2 separate regions of the Muntiacus reevesi genome follow, and region 2 is linked to region 1. Evidence: chromatin contacts called from public Hi-C data. All regions are on one chromosome and are shown on one strand. Each heading gives the region's core, a stretch centred on a gene start, on an enhancer-like site or on the middle of the called end of the contact. The rest is flanking DNA. Distances are from core to core; before and after follow the strand shown. Region 1 holds the start of EMSY (EMSY transcriptional repressor, BRCA2 interacting). Region 2 holds the start of WNT11 (Wnt family member 11).

Region 1 (2,803 bases), core at 150-2,649:
AACTGCTATCTCTTTTCCAAGAGCTAGCGCTGCTAACTCCAGCTCCACGCCTGGAGTTGAACCCCCTCCCCCTACTTCCCATAGTCCTCTCAGCTAAGAACCAACCCAGAGCAAGGAGAACTGAACTGCGCGCCCCAGTCGGCAGAATGACATAAAGAAAAGGGGTGGGGAAGAGGAAGAAGGGGCAGAGCCAAAGGAATCCGCTCCCTCCACAAGCCAGTCCCCGCCTCCCGACAGGATCTTGGAGGTGGCCGGCGACCGCCGGAATCAAGCACCACGTCACGGCATCCCGATGCGTCCCCGCCAGAGGACCTTACTGCGGGGCCGCATCGCACTGGAAACGTGGGCAGATGCTGCCGGAGCCCGCTCCGGGAAACGGAATCCTGTCTAATCCTTCCCCGACTCAGTGTCAAGGAGGCTAGCCCGCCCCGCCCCCTCCCCAAACACGCACTCTCGCAACACCACAACAAGAGTAGCCCGCCCACCCTCCTCACCCGTGTCGCTCAGCGCCCACCCCAATGTCAAATCCGCGACCCAAGCTCTGTAAGGACCAGCAGCCGGAGTCAAGGGCTCTGGTAGGCATCAGCGCCTCGTTCCCTCCTTAGCGGAGAGGACAACGGAGAGAAAGAGTAGACGCTCGGACAGCCAGGTAAACGACCAAGACTCACCGGCAGGCCCCCAGGAGCTGGACCCCCGCAATTCCAGCACCAGGCCTGCCAGTTCCCCTAAGCCCACCTCGGGGAACCCCACGATCCCGTTAGGAGACAACGAAGGATGGGGCTGGGCGCCCCAAGCCAGGCTCCAAATGTTTGGCCCGGCGGTCCTTCAGACTGGCTATCCTGCCAGCTCTTCCCAGCACTCTGTCTGAGAGTCACCCACCTGCCCGGCCTTTCTGAGCTCATCTAAAAGGCTCCTCCGCCAAGACTAGGGGACACCAGGAATTGGGTTTGTTTGCGGTGCCTCTGAACGGGCAAGATGGCGACAGGTATCAGGGCGCAGGCGCAGCCGCGCGTTGCAAGTCGGGAGGTGTAGTTCGCCTTTCCCGCCTTTCGAAGAACGGACACCAGAAGATATCCATTCTTCTGTCCCTCTTTTCCTCCACGTTTTGAACGCAAACAAGAGACATCGCGAGGATTTCTGGGAATTGTGGTCTGAACTCAAACTCCCTCCTCTTTCGCTCTCGGTGGGCACGCGCAAAGAAAGCTGGGATTGTAGTTTCTTCCATACCCTCCTCTCCCGGCTTCGCGCGCCTCTCCTCGGTTCTCTCAGCCAATGGGCTGGCTCTCCGCTACGTGTTCCGCTACGTGTGGCGTCACACGTAGTGGCCAAGATGGCGTCGGTAGCTGGAGCAGAGGATTCCCTGCGACCTTTATTCTAGGCGGGGTTAGGAACGGTTGGAAAGTTTGTTCGTCCGTGAAGCGCCGTTGAGGATTAGGCTCGGATTCCTCAAGATTATTGGGAGCAATTATCACGGCCTCCAGCCCCGCCAAACGCAGCTCGAGGAGAGAGCATCCACGCTGCCAGACCTGACACAGTGGACACCGCAGTTGGGCGTACCCGAACTTGGGGTTGCGGAGTTGCAAGTAGAGAAGTGGGACCCGAGCGTTCTCGACTTCGGGTTTATCTGCCTGTGAAGTGGGAATGATAGTGCCATTTCTGTCAAAGGCAAGAAGGAGAAGGGATTTATTTGAGGCCCGGCGACTTGGCAGGTTCACCCTTTGTTCTTAATCACAGAACAATTGTGTGAAGAGGGTATTGTTACCCCTAATTAATGGATGAGAAAAGGGGCCCAGTATATAGTTAATTGCTGCTGTAAGATCGAAGCCAGTACCTGCTATTGTTGAAGATCTAATTAAATTTTGTGATTTCCCTGTCTTTCAAATTTTTTTCTTTGGGAAACGACTGCTCTGGTTAAAATGTTCAAATGGAAAGGAGTTTTTAATCTGCTTTATGATATTAACAAAGTTTTCTTATAAATGTTAGGTTAATTTTACCCTACTGGGATGTGATACACTACGTACAGAAAAGTTCTTGGATCTCCATTGTAGGTTAGGTAGGGAAAATAAATAACAACATGTGTGTACTGTTTGCCCATTAGCTAAGAATCCTTTCGGAGGCCCAGGAAAATTTTATAGTGTTGGAACGCAAGTCTGTCTCTTGAGAAAGTCAGGAAGTGGGACAAATAGTCTCCCACCACCCCATCCCTGATCTTCCAATGCGTTCTCTTCCATCTGTTTCCTACTAAATTAAAGTATCACCTGTTTTCTGACCAATTTCTTAACTCTTGGAAAGATGATAAATGAAACTTTAATAGAAGATTTTGAATATTCTTTGATTCGAGTCTCATAGCATCTTAGTGAGCCAAGTCTAATTAAGATTACCCCCTACTATGAAAAAGAAAAACAGAGATCAAGAACTCACCCTATTCCACAAAGCTAGGAATTGAAGGGAGCTAGGTTCCCTCCCCCCCCCCCCCCCCCCCGCCCCCGACCATCTTCTGACTTCCAAGTGTCTTCCTCTACAACATATGTCAAGGTGACAGGTAATGGAGTAGAAATGGAAAGACAAGCTGCTTATAAAACCAACTCTGACGATAATTAGTGTATGAGTCAGGAATTATTATAGCTTATCCTATCCTTGTGCTTGATTAGGTGCCAATACTGTTCTAAGCTTTTAAAATACTCATTCCATTCTTAAAACTTTTATGAGGTAGATGCTGTTTATCTCTAATTACAAATGAGGAAACTGAGGCATAGGAAGAAAGTTAATAGTTTGCCTAAAGTTACACATAGTAAGCAAATGG
Region 2 (2,714 bases), core at 9-2,508, 220 kb after region 1:
TTTGACCCCCTGTTAGAAGCCTCTGAGGTGGAGCAGTAGTGTCTCCCACACCCCCTTCCTACACACCCCACTAAAACCCCACCACCTTCCCATGGTATTTGTAACGGGACTGACCCCAATGCTCTGGAAGGAGAGATGGGGTGTCCCAGCACGTGTTCCCAAGGACATTCCTGTGACTGTAAGCAGGAGTGTATGCACACTGCTGTTGTCCGCTGGGCAGTTGTGTGTGACCTCACTGTGTGCATGGAAACATGTGTGCTTATGCATAAACTGGATGCAGACAGATGCATGTTCAGCCTCATCTTGAAGATGTGTATGGCCATTTAACTTGTATGTGCTTCTGAGTGTGTGGGGGCATGTGGTTTATCCAACTATCTCCTGAGTGTGTTTGTGACCATTTGGAGATTAAGTCTAACCCTGTGTGCAAGGGAGACTGCCTGCTTACATGCAGAGATACTTGCGCGGCTGAGAACCTGTGGCGGACTCTGTGGGCTCAGATGAACGTGTTGTATATGCAGGGACCTGTAGCCTGGTTAGGACAGCCTACGGGAGCCACTTCACAGGTGGCTGCAAAGAACAGGGGAAAGAGTACCAGGTGTTTTGGGGACCCGAAAGAACTCTTTTTTCACTAAATCTGTTTCTCCTTCTGCTAATGAACCAGATTATTCTTGGAATTGAGGCTCCTGGGGTGAAATGGATGGGGTGCGGGGGGGAGACAGACGTCAAGAAATCCAAAGCACCTGACCCAGCAGTTGGAAGTGGGAGTGGAGTAGGAAGGGCCAAGGTAGGGGTGGAAGGCATGGGTACTCAACCAGTCCCAGGGAAGTCGCCCCAGAAACATAGCCCCAGTTCCAGCCCCAGGTTAGGTCTACAGTGCACAAGAAGCACCATGGTCTGCTTTAGCTTCTGAAACCCAGTCCTTGGCTGGTGGTCTCTCCAGGACCAGGCAGACTCCCCAACACTCATTCCAAAGATGGGACATCTGCCTTCCTGTTGCCTAAGGTTTACAGCCGCCTCGCATGCAGCACACAGCCCTCGCACCTCTTTTCTTTCCTGAGAATTCCCAAAATTGGAACAGAGGAGGTCTGGAGAGGTGAGCTGGAGAAGGTGGTCCTGGGATGCCACGGCAGCTCTCCTGACCCACGACGCTTATAGTAATGGAGCTTCAACACCAACTCCTAGTGACGCCCGGGCTCGGCACTCAGACCTAAGTCTGACTTCCCTCTGAGCCGTGGCTTCCTCTTCTGCCCAGCCAGACAGGGTGGAGGATCCAAACGGGGCTTGCCGTCAGGTTTAGAAATCAGCCCTACCTGGGCCCCAAGCGCCCCGGGCACGCAGTAGGCTCACAGCCCGCACGCTCAGTACAGTACCAGCACGCTCAGTACCAGCTAGAGTTATAATTAGCAAGTCTCTTCTTTGTAGCTCAACAGGGTGCGACGTCCTCTCGTGCCGCTGGCGCCGCGGGTCCGTGGCATCCGCGGGGACCCCGCCCCCGCCCCCCGCGCGCGCGGCCCGAGCCACCCGGTGGGGTTTCTGCGCGCTGACGTGGGCGGATCAAAGCAGCTGCCGGCTCCTTATAAAGCAGTTCGGGCTGCCAGCGCGGGGAGACCGTGCCGGGTGAGGAGCGGAGCTCGGGCGAGTCAGCGACCGCAGGCCCCGGGAGCCGAGCGCCCTCCAGTCCCCGCGGGACCCCGGCCGGCCGCGGCTCGCCAGGATCACGGGTGTCCTTTCCAGGCAGCTCGCGAAGAGGACGCCCTCGCCGCCTGCCCAGCCCGGAGAGCTCTTGGGTCCTCCAGGGGCCGCGCTCGCAGCTCCCCGGCCCGCCCGGCCAGGCGAGCGCCCCAGGAGGTGAGCCGTGGCCGCGGGCAGAGGGCGGGCTCTCAGCCCGGACCTGCCAGAGTGGGGGGCGGAGGTGGGGGACCCCGTTGGGCACCCGCTGCCGGGCAAGCAAAACCAGTCCTCCTCCGTTAACTCTGTTCCGCGGCTCTCCCAGGCAGTCCCTTCGCTGAGAGCAACCGCTGAGGCCTGGGGGCGCGGATGAGAGGTAGAGGCAGGCTGTACAGACCCCGCGGCCCGCCTCGAGCCTTCCAGTCCCGGTTCCCCCCCATTCGACCCCCTCCCTCCGAGTCAGCCCACGGATGAGGTCATGCCCGAGCCATCCCGGGGGTGGGGGACTTGGATCCAGCAGCAGAGGGTGTGTGTGGTGGGGCGGGAGAAGGTGGCAAAAGGCAGCGAACGACTGCAGCTCCTGCTAAATTGGGGGGCGGGGGCGGACGCCTTGCTTTGAGACCTGCTTCCAGAAGCGGCAGGCTGGGGGTGGGGGGAAGGGGGAGAATCGAGAGTTTGTTTACAGACCTGAGCTCCAGGCTGGGGGAGGTAGGGAGGAAGAAAGTCCAGTCCCGGCCCCGAGGCACCTCTGGAGCAGCCGCGAACATCTGGCTGAGCTCGCACGGGCCCCACACCTCCCACCTCCCCGAGCTTAGGTACCTCCAAGACCCTCACGGTTCTTAGGCGCTCGAGGTCTGGCTTAAAGGGGGGTAGTGGGAGGAACCCCGAGTTCCCCCAGCCCACCCTTCCCAATTCCAAACTAACCCGTTTCGCGGGCCACCCGGCGCATCGACTGCAGCCCAGCAGCCACATCTAGGAAGACTCGCGGCCAGAGTCAAAGCCGTGTTGAGGGCCTCGCAGGTAACCTTGAAGCAGTCGCTCGGCGT

What was found. Hi-C and Micro-C count contacts between places; a contact is called where the count stands out from the background.
Region 2: a contact with region 1 is called in a Hi-C map of blood, with 5 times the contacts expected there. The contact joins the promoter of WNT11 here to the promoter of EMSY in region 1. A contact is called at or near these places in 2 of 3 Hi-C or Micro-C datasets (blood and muscle).

What each region holds. Positions count from the first base shown.
Region 1 is chr9:35,306,448-35,309,250 of mMunRee1.1, forward strand. EMSY (EMSY transcriptional repressor, BRCA2 interacting) reads right to left here and starts at 1,400. Exons shown (of 21, transcript XM_065944232.1): 1 at 880-1,400.
Region 2 is chr9:35,525,974-35,528,687 of mMunRee1.1, forward strand. WNT11 (Wnt family member 11) reads left to right here and starts at 1,259. Exons shown (of 6, transcript XM_065945079.1): 1 at 1,259-1,848.